Regions from separate parts of the Zea mays genome. Here region 2 is linked to region 1. A link is a contact called in public Hi-C data. All regions are on one chromosome and are shown on one strand. The core of a region is the stretch at or near the end of the contact, and the rest is flanking DNA. Distances in the headings are between cores, read along the strand shown.

Region 1 (6,500 bases), core at 2,137-4,636:
GTGTTGAGTCGTTGCCCATTTTTTGGGACCAAGTTTTGCTCACTCTAGATGACCTGTTTTAGCTTTTATCTGGCTTTTGGTCGTTCGAGTAAGTTTCTCTTTTTCTTCCTTCTTTCTGCTACATATGTTCATGAGGTGGTGTTGACAATGCACTCATCAAGGGGGAGATTGCAAACACAAGGTTGACTTGTCCCTTGTGGTTCGAGTTGATGTGAGTGATTGTCAACGGGTAGCGTCTCGGGTCGAGTCGTGGACTAACCGGGGCGTGAGATTATGTATGTGCAACCATGTCGGTCGGCTTGTCGTGTGCAGGTGTGGAGCACAGGGATGGTTCCATTTGTGGAGCACATGGATTTGTGGGGAGTTAAACTGTTGTGTTAGACCATGTCGCTCCATACGCCCCCTTGGTGCAGTTATTGGTCGTGATCCAAGTTAATCTCAGTTTGAGTTCTTTTGAAGAAACCCCAACGAAATCCCATTTCCAACCGCATTTTCTAATCTGCGATTGATTTACAAATACGACTGAGTTCAAAATTTGTGTTAGACCTTGGAAACACATTTATCAAGGTGTGTGCAAAATTTCAGCTCAATCGGAATCTGTTTGGTTCAATTTTGCATTCAAGAACTGAATTTCGTGCTGCTGAAATCAGCAGTAGATATCAACATTGTTTTGGGTCGATTCAGACTTTTCGATGTCCGATTTGCGATCCGTTTATTTTGCTGGTCTCGTGTGAGTCTTAGAAACATTTTATAATCATGAGATCATTGGTTTGCTAATGTGATTTTGGTTTAAGTGCTTACTTCATCTTAATTGAAGTGAAGTGCTCATTTTCAGTATTTGACAGCAAAAAATTGATTGGCTTCCATTCACCCCTCTTGTCGCCTCATCGTATCTCGGGATGATCGGCGACTACAGACACCAGGGAAGATTATTAGCATTCATGAGTTGTTCCCATTTGCTAGCTCAGTCATGATCTATGTATATATGCTTTGTTCGTACTTGCATATAAACATATACACCGAGTCTAAACCTCTCTACACCGTACATTGTTGTATGCATATTGTCATGTCAGCGCTAGCGGTTCCAGACCTACACCTCTGTATTTTTTTCTCTGGTACCCTTTATCATGGTGTCACGTATTAACAACAATGATGCACCACTTTCAAAGCACCATGTACTACATGTCGTTGACTCATTTTTGTGACAAACTTTATCAAAAGTTTGTACTTTAACTATGGTTAGACATGCAAACTAGGCACCAACCAAAGATGTCCTAGTCTCCCATTGTTCATCATGTTGTCTTCTCACCGTCTTTTGTCCTTACCGATGGCCACACAAGGGGGTGACTGAATACACTTTTTTATAAAATTAAACCTATAAAAACAGATATAAACATTATAGAGTAAAATGCAGCAACGGCTCTGGAACTTGACACGATGTGTAACTTGGGTCACCGAACTCAGAAAATGAGCAAAACGGATCATCTAACTTAGCCGATCCAAGCAAAATCATCCAACACCGGATTTATCCAAACCAGATGACGACGTGACGTGTCACGTTGAAGCATTCGGGGACTCAAGTGACACGGCATTACAAGTTCATTCGGGGACTCAAGTGACACGGCATTACAAGTTTGAGAACTCAAGTGACTCCAACATGGTAAATCCATTGATAATAATGGTAAAATTGCTCTCCCTGCACAGGTAGAGGTAGAGTTAGGTGCTATTTTTTGTTTCCTTTTGTTTGTTCCCCTCTTCAACTGCAAGTGTTGTTGGATGCATTTGCCACTGATTCAACTTACAAAATGTCCCTACAACAGCTTTTCTGCCATGTATCAGAACAAGTGTGGGAGTAGCTGAAGTGGAACAATACAAACTGAAGCAGCTGCTATCAGGAGGACACTTTTGCTCTTAACATCAACAGCTGCAATCAGGCAGGCATATCATCCTCTTCCAAATACCAAATTGGCACGGATTATTCATTCATTCGATTAAAGCACATAACATAGTCAGAAAACTAAATGAACACACTGTAAGATCATACTGCAACAATCCTTATTTCTTACCAGGATAAATATCGATAGTAACTTCAGTCAACCTCTACCCCTGAGACCCACCATGTATGAGGGGAACAATCTGAATCCGAGCCCCAACAGAGCAAGAAGCAACTGTGATGTTTCTATGGCTGCTGCTTGGGATCACGGTACCCAGCATCCACCAGGACCTTCTCCTTCTTGGCGAGCTCAATGTCGTGATCGACCATCATCTCCACGAGCTCCTGGAACCCAACCTTGGGCTTCCACTTGAGCACCTTCCTCGCCTTGGTGGCGTCCCCCTTGAGGCTGTCGACTTCTGCAGGCCGGAAGTACTTCTTGTCAATGACCACGTGATCCTTCCAGCTGAGGCCGGCGTAGCCGAAGGCAGCCTGCAGGAACTCCTCGACGGTGTGGGACTCCTCAGTGGCGACGACGTAATCCCCCGGCTGTTCCTGCTGCAGCATGAGCCACATTGCCTCGACGTAGTCCCCCGCGAACCCCCAGTCCCTGGCGGCCGAGAGGTTGCCGAGGAAGACCCTGGTCTGCAGCCCGACCTTGATGCGGCCGACGGCGCGCGTGATCTTGCGCGTGACGAAGTTCTCGCCGCGGCGCGGGGACTCGTGGTTGAAGAGCACGCCGTTGCAGGCGAATACGCCGTAGGCCTCGCGGTAGTTGACGGTGTACCAGTGCGCGGCGACCTTGGCGGCGGCGTAGGGCGAGCGCGGGTGGAAGGGCGTGTCCTCGCGCTGCGGCGGCGGCGTGGAGCCGAACATCTCCGAGGAACCGGCCTGGTAGTAGCGCATGGGCTTGCGCGACAGGCGGACGGCCTCGAGGAGGCGGAGCGCCCCCGTGGCGGTGACGTCGGCGGTGTAGTCGGGGATCTCGAAGGAGACGGCGACGTGCGACTGCGCGGCGAGGTTGTAGACCTCGTCGGGGGAGATGGCGTCGAGCGCGCGGCGGAGGGAAGAGGAGTCGGACAGGTCGGCGTAGTGGAGCCGCATCGGGGGACGCGGGGCCGACGGCACCGCGTGCGGGTCGTGGTAGATGTGGTCCAGCCGCTGCGTGTTGAAGTTGGAGGAGCGGCGGATGAGGCCGTGCACCTCGTATCCCTTGGACAGGAGCAGCTCCGTGAGGTAGCTCCCGTCCTGCCCCGTGATGCCCGTGATCAGCGCCACCTTCCGCGCCGGCGCGAGGGCCCGCGGCACCGGGGCGGTCTCGTCGTCCATGTCGCCGCCGCCGGCAGTGGCAGTGGCGGCCGCGCCGTTGGAATGAGCCATTTGCGAAGCGAGGAAGGGGATTGATTGCCACGGGTTGGGGGTGCGGCGGGCAGATCTGGGAAGCAAATTTGGGGGGAAGAAAGCAGGGGAGGCAGGGAGTATTTGTAGGGCCCGCCTGCAGAGCCGATGCACAGGAGTCAGTGTTGCGTGTATTTTTGCCAAATGAGCAAAGGAAAAAGTTATTCTTTCCCTTTTTCGGACATTGTGAACAAAATGTCGGTGGCTGTATTCCACATCCCCACTTCCCAGCTTCGGCTACATGAATATAGGCTGATCGATCAAGTTAAGAAAAAAACACCCCATTATTTGTGTATCTCCATACAATATTTAATGTATATATTTCCATCAAATATGTCAATCCACTCGTCTTAAAAAAATACTCTCTCTATCCTATATTAAAATTAATTTTAGTTAATTAATAAATTCATACAATATTTAAAGTATATATTTCCATTTAAATATAGACATGAAAACCAAGAGCCAAACAACTACTATTTTCAGTTTTGTCATAAATTGTCGAACCATAATAAATTACCCTATATTTACATAAAATATTAACATATGCCACCTCAAATAGATATACTCTCATTGTTTCGATTTATAATCCACGTCTAGCACATCTGTTGAAATGTTATAATTTTCTGTTTAGACTATCTCTAATAACGTTACATATTCTATCTACTATTTCAAATTTCACATTATCGTCTACGGTGTAACGACTATATACACGGTATGTTCACTACCGGAAACGAGCGCCTGAAAAACACTCGGCAAAGCCTTTGCCGAGTGTAACACTTGGCAAAGAGAGCTCGGCGAACAGTACATCGGCAACGACATTTTTGCCAAGTACTTTTTATCGACACTCGGCAAAGACTTTGCCGAGTGTCAGTCGGTACTCGGCAAAGAAAATCGTCCGTCATGGAGCCGGGTGACGGAGACGGCGCCTTTGCCGAGTGTTCTAGGTGACACTCGGCAAATAAGTTACCTTTGCCGAGGGATTGAAACCATCTGTGGTCAGCGCAACACGTATATTACGAGCCTCTTCGACTTTGTCACGGTGAATGGCATCAAAGTGTTTCCATGCTTCACCATCGGATACGTGCACCATCTTGTCAGGATTGTATCATTTTCCATGTTTGTCAAGGGGATGTCGAGGATTGTCAAGGGGATGTCGAGCTACCTCTTGTGTCCATCACCAGAGTCTACCTCCATGAACCTAGACGATTTACACTTCGGAGAGTACTTTGCCTCCGCGTATTCTTTCCTAAATAGCACGCAGCCCTTCGGACAAAGCATGTATCTGCTCATACGTCATCTTGAGTGCACGAAGGAGTCTCTGTGCCTCATACATGCTCTTTGGCAGAACGTGATCCTCCGGAAGCAGGATGCCAATAACCGTCAACAAGCCATCGAATGCGTCTCAACTCTTGTTGTACTGCGACTTGAACGCCATTACACGCCCAATGACATCCAGTTGAGAAACCTTAGTCTGGCCATTAAGGGGCTTTTGTGCCGCGTCAAACATGTCGTAGAACGCCTTTGCAGTCGACTCTAGCTCATCATCTGTACATCCTCCGGCGTATTGTGCCTCGTGATAGTCGTTCAACATATCCGCTACCCCGGCATCAGCATCATAATCCTCGACGCGTTGTCTCAGCACCTCCTCTCTCGTACAATGCGCTTCACCATGGAAGATCAACTGAGTATAGTCTGGCGTAAATCCATTCTTCCAAATATGTTCTACCATGACCTTCTTTGATTTTCTTTTCCGGTTGGCACATTTGCTGCACGGGCATGGGACTATACTCGCTCCTTTAGCAGCTTCGCCATATGCCCGTTCCACGAAATCATCGGTCTTTCTAATCCATTCGCGGGTGACATTCCTTCCTCTACGGCCCGTGTACATCCACTCACGGTCATCCATCCTCTAACAGAAGCCTAGTAATAGAAAAATTCGGCAGCACCTCCCCTACACGGGGAGATTTCTAAAACCTGCAAATAAAAGTATCGGCACAATGGCCAACACACAGATATACAAATGACACGATGGCTGTGAATCACATCTAATCGGCATCCAATCATCATTACCACTATATTTTACCAAACATATCCACCATCACATAACAAATTTAGAGAACATGTATTTACGCATTAGAACAAATTTAAAGAACATATATTTTCTAAACACATCCACCATCACATTACCACTATAATCATTCCAATCCAAATTTAATATAAAACAACTATTTACCGCGGTCGGGACGATGATGGTGACGGCTGGGGCACCGGTGGCGAGCGTGGTGTTGGTGGCGGGCGCCGGTGGTGGGCGCAGGGAGGTGGAGCGCGACGGCGGCGGCGATTTTGGGAGGCCGGGCGCGGCGGCGGTGTGTGTGCGGGGAGGAGCGACGGCGGCGGTTGAGTGAAGTGAGAGAGATAGAGTGAGAGAGGAGCGGTGGCGGGGGAGATGGATGGGGAGGCGGGCGCGGCGGCGGCGGCGATTTCGGGAGACCAGGCGCGGCGGCGGCGGTGTGTGCGGGGAGGAGCGGCGGCGGTTGAGTGAAGTGAGAGAGATAGAGTGAGAGAGGAGCGGTGGCGGGGGAGATGGCCGGGGAGGCGGGCGCGGCGACGGCGGGCGAGGGCGCGAGGAGGCGGCGGCGGGCGAGGAAGGAGGGCGCGGCGACGGGGGAGATGGCCGGGGAGGCAGGCGCGGCGGCGGTGGGCGAGCCGTGGGGTAGAAGGAGGCGACGGGTGAGGGAGGATGCGGCGGTGGCGGGTGAGCGGCGGGAGTGTGAGAGAGTGAAGGAGAAGGAGAAGCCACATACGGTATATTTCACTTCTTTGCCGAGTGCCCGCGATCTGACACTCGGCAAAGATTTTTTTTAATTTAAAAATATTCTTTGTCGAATGCCCTGTACCTGGCACTCGGCAAAGACGTCTTTGTCGAGTGCCAACTGACAAGCACCCGGCAAAGGTCTGTTTTAGGGTTTTTGAAAATTCTTTGCCGAGTGCCCCCGTCTAACACTCGGTAAAGATTACTTTGTCGAGTGTCATCCTCTGGGCACTCGGCAAAGTATATTTTTATTTTTTATTTTGCCAACCAAACTTTTTGTGGTATGTTCCTACACTATGTAGACCTACATGTACCATTTTGGGACAATTATAAAAGTGATTTTTATAACTATTAGAT
Region 2 (7,429 bases), core at 285-2,784, 190 kb before region 1:
ACCTTTAGGCCTTGTTCGTTTGTCCAGGAATGGAGCAGGAATCATTCCAGCCGATCAAAACTTATATAATTTAGAGAAACAAACCGGCTAGGAATTGTTCCATGCCTCCATTCCGGAAGAAACGAACGGCCCCTTAGAGGGATGGTTCTCTCTCCAAAGGAAGAGATGTAGTGATCTGGGGGTAGAGAGGTCAGGGAGACACAACAAAATCTCTATACAAAGATTTGACTTCTGGTGGTGTGGTGAATCAACATAAGGTGGACGTATAAGACTGCATAGCTCTTCTAATGGTGAATATCTTTCTGTGGATGGCATTCCATTGTAGGATCCAATCAGCAGTCAGAATTAACAAAACAAAGTAGACTGTAATGACTTTTATTCTTCCTGGCTTTAGATATAGAAAGACAACGGTTGGCGATTCTCTTTTGCTGTGCAGGTTCCAACAACTTGATCAAGGAGCCAAGGTGGTAGTGGTCTTATTCAAGCTGGTGGCCTTGCTGCAGAACTGGAAGGTGATGGTTTCAAGGAAGGATAAAGAAGAGTGGCAGAGCTTATCAGGAACATGGTAAACAGCATTGAACAAAATTAGAGTGCTGTTTTCTCTATTGTGGTTGAGTTTTGGCTAGGTAGCAGGAGTCTGGTGTTGTTTTTGCATGAACTGCTGAAAGTAAATGCGGCTGTGGCTGTATATTTGTCGGTTTTTTTTTGCTGGTAGGTTTTTAGAGGAGTTTGCATAGTGGTTGTTTAAATTCTGGTGAGTATTGAGTTAGTTTGTGTTTTTCAGGTGTTAGAGATCTTCCTGCAGTAAGCTGTGCCAATGGACTTTGGTCTAAAAAAGGAAACTGGAAGGGGCCACTGGAGAAGAAAATTATAAACAATTAAACATTGTCGAAATTATCTAGTCGTTTACTGTTCTAAATTGGCCAGACTTTCTACAGCATGCTTCGCGACCCAACAGAACAGAACGAACCAAGCAAGCACTGACAAAGTTACCTCTTTCAAAAGCACGCCGAACTGGCGCATAAGGTCCGGCATTCCCCTCGAGGATGCCCCATACCTGCCACCACCACCACCCTTCCTCCCGCCGCTTCCGTGCTTTTTGCCATCGTAGAAGTCCGCCACCTCTTTCACCCGCCGCTCCAGCTGCAGCACACACATCGCCAACAAACCCCAATCTGAGAATACTGCGCCCGAATTGTCACGCCAACAAACAAAAACACAAATTCCCCCAAGTCACCAAACAAAACATTCTAATCGACGCTTCTCTCGCGCCAGAGTCGCGTCATCGTCGCTATGCGAGACGGGAGGAGTAGGCGGTCAGAGGATTACCACGTCGGTCTTCGAGACGAGGTCGTCGACCTGGCGCCGGAACGCGTCGGCCTCCGACTCCACCTCGTGGGGGCCCGCCTCCGCTGCCCGCGCTGGGGCGCCGTTCGCCGGTGTCATCTAGGGTTCGCGGCCACGCGCGTGTGCCGGCGAACACCTGCAACTACACTACAGCTGAGCCGACTAACGTCGCTCTGACGGTTTTTTCTTTCCTCTGTTTTTTTTTTCTTGACGGCGCCTGGTGTTTATGATGATGAGCATATGGGCCTCCTAGGCCGGTAGGTGTACAGCTCTTTATGGGACGAGATGAACGTGACGACAACATAAGTTGGGCTGCATAGGTAGGCTAAACGGGCCTACTCCGCAAGGTTGTGGGTCGCTTTTTGGAACGCTCCCTGTTAAGTTAATCTTAGAGCAACGCTAAGAGAGAATTATGTGTGTGCCCGTGCGTTATCATGATACTTAAAAAATTAGTATAAAATATATATATATATATATAATGATAAATATCATTATTATATGCTTCCCAGTGAACGCACCTGGTTGACGAGAAGCTGGTGGGCGTGTGCGCAAAAAGGGAGGCGTGACAGGGGAACGTGGGGCGAGGCCTGGACTTCGGAGGTTGCGCTGGCAGGAGGGCGCGTATCTCGGGCATCGCAGAGCTGACGCCGGGCGAACGGGGGGCATGGTAGTGCCCGTGGTCTACAATAGTTCCTTAATAGGTAGTAGAGTTAGAGATATCTTTTCTGTACTACCTATTATAGTTAGGTGCACGTACGTTGCTACGTTTTCTATTCAAATATGTTCTAAACCTTTACAATAAAACCAACTATAAAGATGTTTTTGTTGGTACCTCATTTAAGAAAAAAAACATGAAGTAGCAAATGGTCGTAGTGGAAGGTCACCAATGAACTGATATAGAGCAAAAGTTGTAGCTTGACTTTGTGCTTCTTGTTTATAAATTTGGTTTAATAATGGCAATTCAGATAAAAGAGATAAGATACTGGTGTGATTTGTTACGCACCGATATCTCAGTGCATCATGCACTTATAATAATTTTATGACAACATGCAATTTGTAGGTCGAAGACCCATTATGATGCGGTTTTAGCTCCAACATTCTTGTTATATATTAAATAAGTGATGAATATGGCTCAATTAGTAGTTATCGTAGTGGAAGATCAGCAATGAGCTAATATAGAGCAAATTAGCAAAAGCTGTAACTCAACTTTGTGCTTCATGTTCACAAATTTGGTTTAATAATGGCAATTTAGATAGGAAGAAATAAGATATACTGTGATTTGTTACACACTGATATCTCAATGCATCATGCACATATAATAATAATTACTATCTCAGTGCATCATGCACATATAATAATAATTACTATCATGCCACCACCCACTAGTGCGCCTCGGTCCACACCTGACGGTGTGGCCCGCTCTCCTGCAGTTGGCGTGGTTCCTAAGACTCAGATCCCCCGTCGCTAGGATTGCAGGTTCATTTGTATTAATCCGAGGGACTCATATGCTAAATCGTCACAGCGAAGGGGTACACAGAGACCTTGGCCGTTGGATCAAAACCAAACGGACCGGATTACATCTAGCTGTACAACGACCCGCCCCAATTGGAGCCCTCGGATCTAGATCTAACGGCCACCAGGAACCCGACCGAAAACAACACCTACTCTAGATCCCCATCGTCAGATTAGAATTTGATGGTCACCATTCCTCGCAACGAAGGGGTACATGATGATTTAATCACCACCACCCATTCAGATCCGACGGTCCACACCCGATTGGAACCAACGGCTCAGATCTAACTATACTAAACGACAGCGCGCCATGACCCAAACCGTCCGCTTCAATCCGACGGCGCGCAAGCGTCTTCAATCCCCAAGCCCAAGCCGCGGTGGCGCAGTTCACCGGTGAGGCCATGGCCGACGCCCTGATGTCCTAATCCGCTATCTAACGAGTTCTACCCTATGAGAAGGACAAGGTGAAGGACGTGGTGGTGGATTTACCAGTGATAGAAACAGTGACGAGCCCTGCCCATGGCGTGCGGTGCCACCGCGGCGGAGGAGAAATTCCGGCGACGAATTCCCCTGGCTCCGAGTTATCGCATCCCCTTAGGTTGCCATAGGAACCTCCGCCGAGCGCCAATGAAGCTCCCGAGCACCCCAATTTGACCCCGGGTGGCGTGATGATCCAGGGCCTGTACGGCGGCACCAGCGACTACCGCAAGCAACGCGGGCGCGGCTAAGGTGGAGGAGTGAATGCCGGGGCGAGTCGAGGTGAGTCCAGAGGGCGCGGTTGCGGTACTTGCAGACTGTTTTGAAGGGGTCTCGGTCAACTCCCACGCCGTGAGGAGCTGATGCGGTCGCCGACGACTTCGGCATGGTTGTTATGGGAACGAAGACTGAGTGTGCGGTCCCACACGACAGAGGGACGCGCCGAGCGCAAGCCACTGAATGGTGGGCCCAGGCCATCAGAGTCCTCGTGTGGAGCAGGTGTAACATCCCAATTTTGATCCCAAGGTTAGAAACCCTAAAACTCCTAAACCCCCCTAATTATCTCCTAAGACCCCCACCTCATAAGGCATTTCTTTCATCATATGCATGCACCATGGTTGTTAGAAGCACCTCACATAGAATATTTTGACACCCAAGAAAATATAGCTAAATATTTGTTCAAAAGAAAAAAGGAGATTAAAAGAAAAAGGAAAGAAATAGAATTAGAAAAAGAAAAAGAAAAAGGAAATCCTCTCCCCCCTCCGCTGGGCCGGATCCGGCCCAACCCTCTCTCCCTCTCTCCCGCGCGCCCGTTCCCTGCTCGGCCCACGCGGCCCATCTCCCCCGCGCGCGCCCTCCCCCTCTCGATCACCATCTCTCTGACAGGCGGGCCCCGCCTGTCAGCTCTCTCCCCTCGCCCGTGATCTGCTATCGACGCGATCACCGCCGGCCGCCGCTCGCTCCGTCGCCTCGCCATTAACGCGCTCGCCAGAAAGGTTTGGCGCCTTGCATCTCTGTCTCCTTGCACCTGCCTGAGCCATCCCATCATCGTCTGCTCGAGCCATCCCATCGCCACTGTGCGCCATCATTGCCGCCATGGCAAGCTCACCGGTGGTCACCACCTCACTCCCCCTTTCCCTTCCCGGTCGCCTATAAAAGGACCACCCAAGCTCCATCCTTCCTCACACCGGCCTCGGCTACTCCCTCTCCCCCTGCACTGGACCGAATCGCGCTCAGCGCCGCCGCCTTCCTTCTCTCCGGTGAGCTCCGCTTTCCTCTCTCTGTTGAATTCTAGTCAAATTAATGTAGCTCTTGAGCTCCACCGCTCCATCACGATCACGGCACACCCTTTCCCTTCACCTATTGCTCCCGGTAGCCTCACCGGCGATCTCACCGTCGCGAGCGCCCGACACCTCACCGTGAACCGGCCGTCCCGAGCACCCTCCGACGAAATTAACCCCTCCATCGTGATCCCATACCCCCACCCGTGCTTAGCCACCTCCTCGACCACTCGAAATGGGGACCGCGACGGAGAACCGCCGCGGAACCTCACCGGCGGTCGACTCCGGCCGGCTCCCCCCCCCCCTTAACGCCGTACCCCCTCCTCGCTGGCACATGGGCCCGCGCCCACGGCGCCGTCCCCCACTGGCGGGCCAAGCTGGGTCGCCTGCCCGCGCGCGCGCCTGCGCTCGGTTGGGCCGAAATCCCCCCCGGCCCAGTTAGCAGGAAATCTCTTTTCTTTTTCCTTTTTCCATTTCTTTTTCCTATTTTCATGTATTTATGCATATATTGATATTTTATGCACCAAAAATAGTCTAAACAAATTATAGGGCACAAAATAATAATATTTAAAAGTTGGCACACTCCACCAAGCCACCATGGTTGATGTATTGTTCATTATCTATTTTTGCTAGGAGAAGAGGGATCCGATCCTCTGGAATTTGTGACTCCGGAAGAAGGGCCGGAACTCGACCTCTCCGAAATAGATCTTTCGTGCCAGGAGAACTTCGATGAAGGCAAGTCCATTCTTCCCTTGATGCATAAATTACCTACTCTTTCTACCACTACCTAAGCCGGGAATAAGGGATGGGTCTTTTGCATAGTGAGAAGAGAGATAGCCTGCATTAAAGAATTTTTTTGAGTACAAAATGTTGGATGAAAAAAGGGTGGTGTTTTTACTAAGCGATGTTTTCAAAAAAGTGTATGATGAAGGGTATTCACCCTTATCACCTTTTGAGTGGGATAATCAGGGACTCCCTGGTTTAGGGGAGGGCCTCAGGTGTTGGCTCAGCCAGGTTAGGTGTGAGCAGGAGGATTGTCCCCTCATATAAGGACCGGTTTGTCATCCTTCACTACCTGTACTCATGACAAGTACAACCACTCGAGACTGTATGGGCAGTCACTCAATCTGAACTCGTACGGTCCAAACCCCAGGGTTATGATGGCTGGGGAGCACCGGGAGGATAAGGAGGGGGAATGTTTTGTCCGGTTTGGACATGGCGGTGGCCTAACTCCTTCCGGTGTAACCGTTAAGGTAAGAACGTAAGAGGAAAGAAAGAGATTCGGATTCGGGTCTCATTAGCCATGAGACCGCAGAGCCGGACTAGTGGGTAAAGTGTACCCCTCTGCGCAGAGTTCAAACCTATTCGAATAGTCCGTGTCCACTGGAATGGACGAGTCTGGTGTGGTATGATAATTAGTGTTTATAACCTCCACGAACAGGGAAATGTGTGAGTGGGTGTGTTTTTGGAAATGAAAACAATGCCACGGGAGCAGGAAGCTCAGTGGTGGTTGAGTGTGAAAATGTGCTACTTCCTTCTTTGGGGAAAACCATCAAAGCAGTGCCTTTCTCTGGAAAAGAAGAGTGACTTCAACTCCACCATATAAAGCATGTATTATATAGGTACCTCTCTCTTTACGAGTGGGATGGGCTTGCGGAATACCTAGTGTATTCACCCAGATTTATTTATGTTTTTCAACAGCTGAAGACTTCTTTTCTACTATGCTCGACTAGAAGGGGGCTGTGTCTGCACCCAGTTCTGCCTGTGTCTTGGGCTAGTTTATCTTCCACTGCACTCTGTATTTCAGGCTCATTAGAGCTTGTACTCTGGTATTGTAATAACTTTTATTCGAACTATGTACTATTTGAAGTAAGGAATGTGGTTACTAGCCTCATGGGACTAGTAATTGTATCACATTTGAGTCCCAGAGGATTGGGGTGCTTCAGCAGGGCTGGCGCGGGCGTGGGTTAAGTGGGCCATGAGGAGGGAAAGTGGAGATGGGCTAGCGCTGTGCGGGTAAGGAGTGGGCCGATTTGAGGGAATAGGCCCAACAGGAGAAAAATTGTTTTCCTTTTTATTCATTTCTATTTCTCACTTTTAATTTTCAAATCCTCTTTCAATTTTGGTTTTGGATTTCAAATTCAATTAAATACACAATCATAAGATCACAGCATGAAATACTAAATACAATTGTATTCACTTATTTATATGTTATATTAGTTGTTTATACATGCTTCAAGTCATATGGTAGAGAATAATCCATACTATATTCATGTTAGGATTTTATATTTCAAATTTAAGGCACAATCAAAATTTCCAGCATGATTGTGAATTTTGAGTTTATTTACTTATTTCTTATTTAAATGAATACCTCTAAATATACTTAGTAAAGGAGATATTTATCTAATAGAAATCTTTGTCAAGAGTTACTAAAAAAAGTAGTACTTGAAGAGAAATAATCCATCTTAACAGATTGAAAACTCTTTTTATTATTTATTTCTTAGAATTGAACTTATGTTTCTATTTTATTTTAACTAACATTGATTCAAATAAAGAAATTCCATAGTATAATTATTTATTAGGACACTTTCCTTGGATTACTTTTACTAATATCAAAAATCATAGTCTTAGGTGTTATAAATCCTACCCCCTTAACAGAAATCTCGTCCTCGAGATTTGTAAGGAAAGGGTGTACAACCATGTTATCTCAAAACATATGCACAAACAAAATCTCAGCATGATGCATACTTTATTAACAACGCATGGGGTCAATTAGACCTTATTATTCCTCCTAAAATAGTACCATATCATCT

What was found. Hi-C and Micro-C count contacts between places; a contact is called where the count stands out from the background.
Region 2: a contact with region 1 is called in a Hi-C map of tassel, with 1.7 times the contacts expected there. The contact joins the promoter of LOC100191869 here to the promoter of LOC100282677 in region 1. A contact is called at or near these places in 4 of 25 Hi-C or Micro-C datasets (ear, leaf and tassel).

The regions. Positions count from the first base shown.
Region 1 is chr6:78,253,264-78,259,763 of Zm-B73-REFERENCE-NAM-5.0, reverse strand. LOC100282677 (GDP-mannose 4,6 dehydratase 2) reads right to left here and starts at 3,386. Exons shown (of 1, transcript NM_001155585.2): 1 at 1,960-3,386. The coding sequence starts at 3,313. The coding sequence ends at 2,180.
Region 2 is chr6:78,437,716-78,445,144 of Zm-B73-REFERENCE-NAM-5.0, reverse strand. LOC100191869 reads right to left here and starts at 1,534. Exons shown (of 8, transcript NM_001360688.1): 1 at 1,330-1,534; 2 at 994-1,143. The coding sequence starts at 1,446.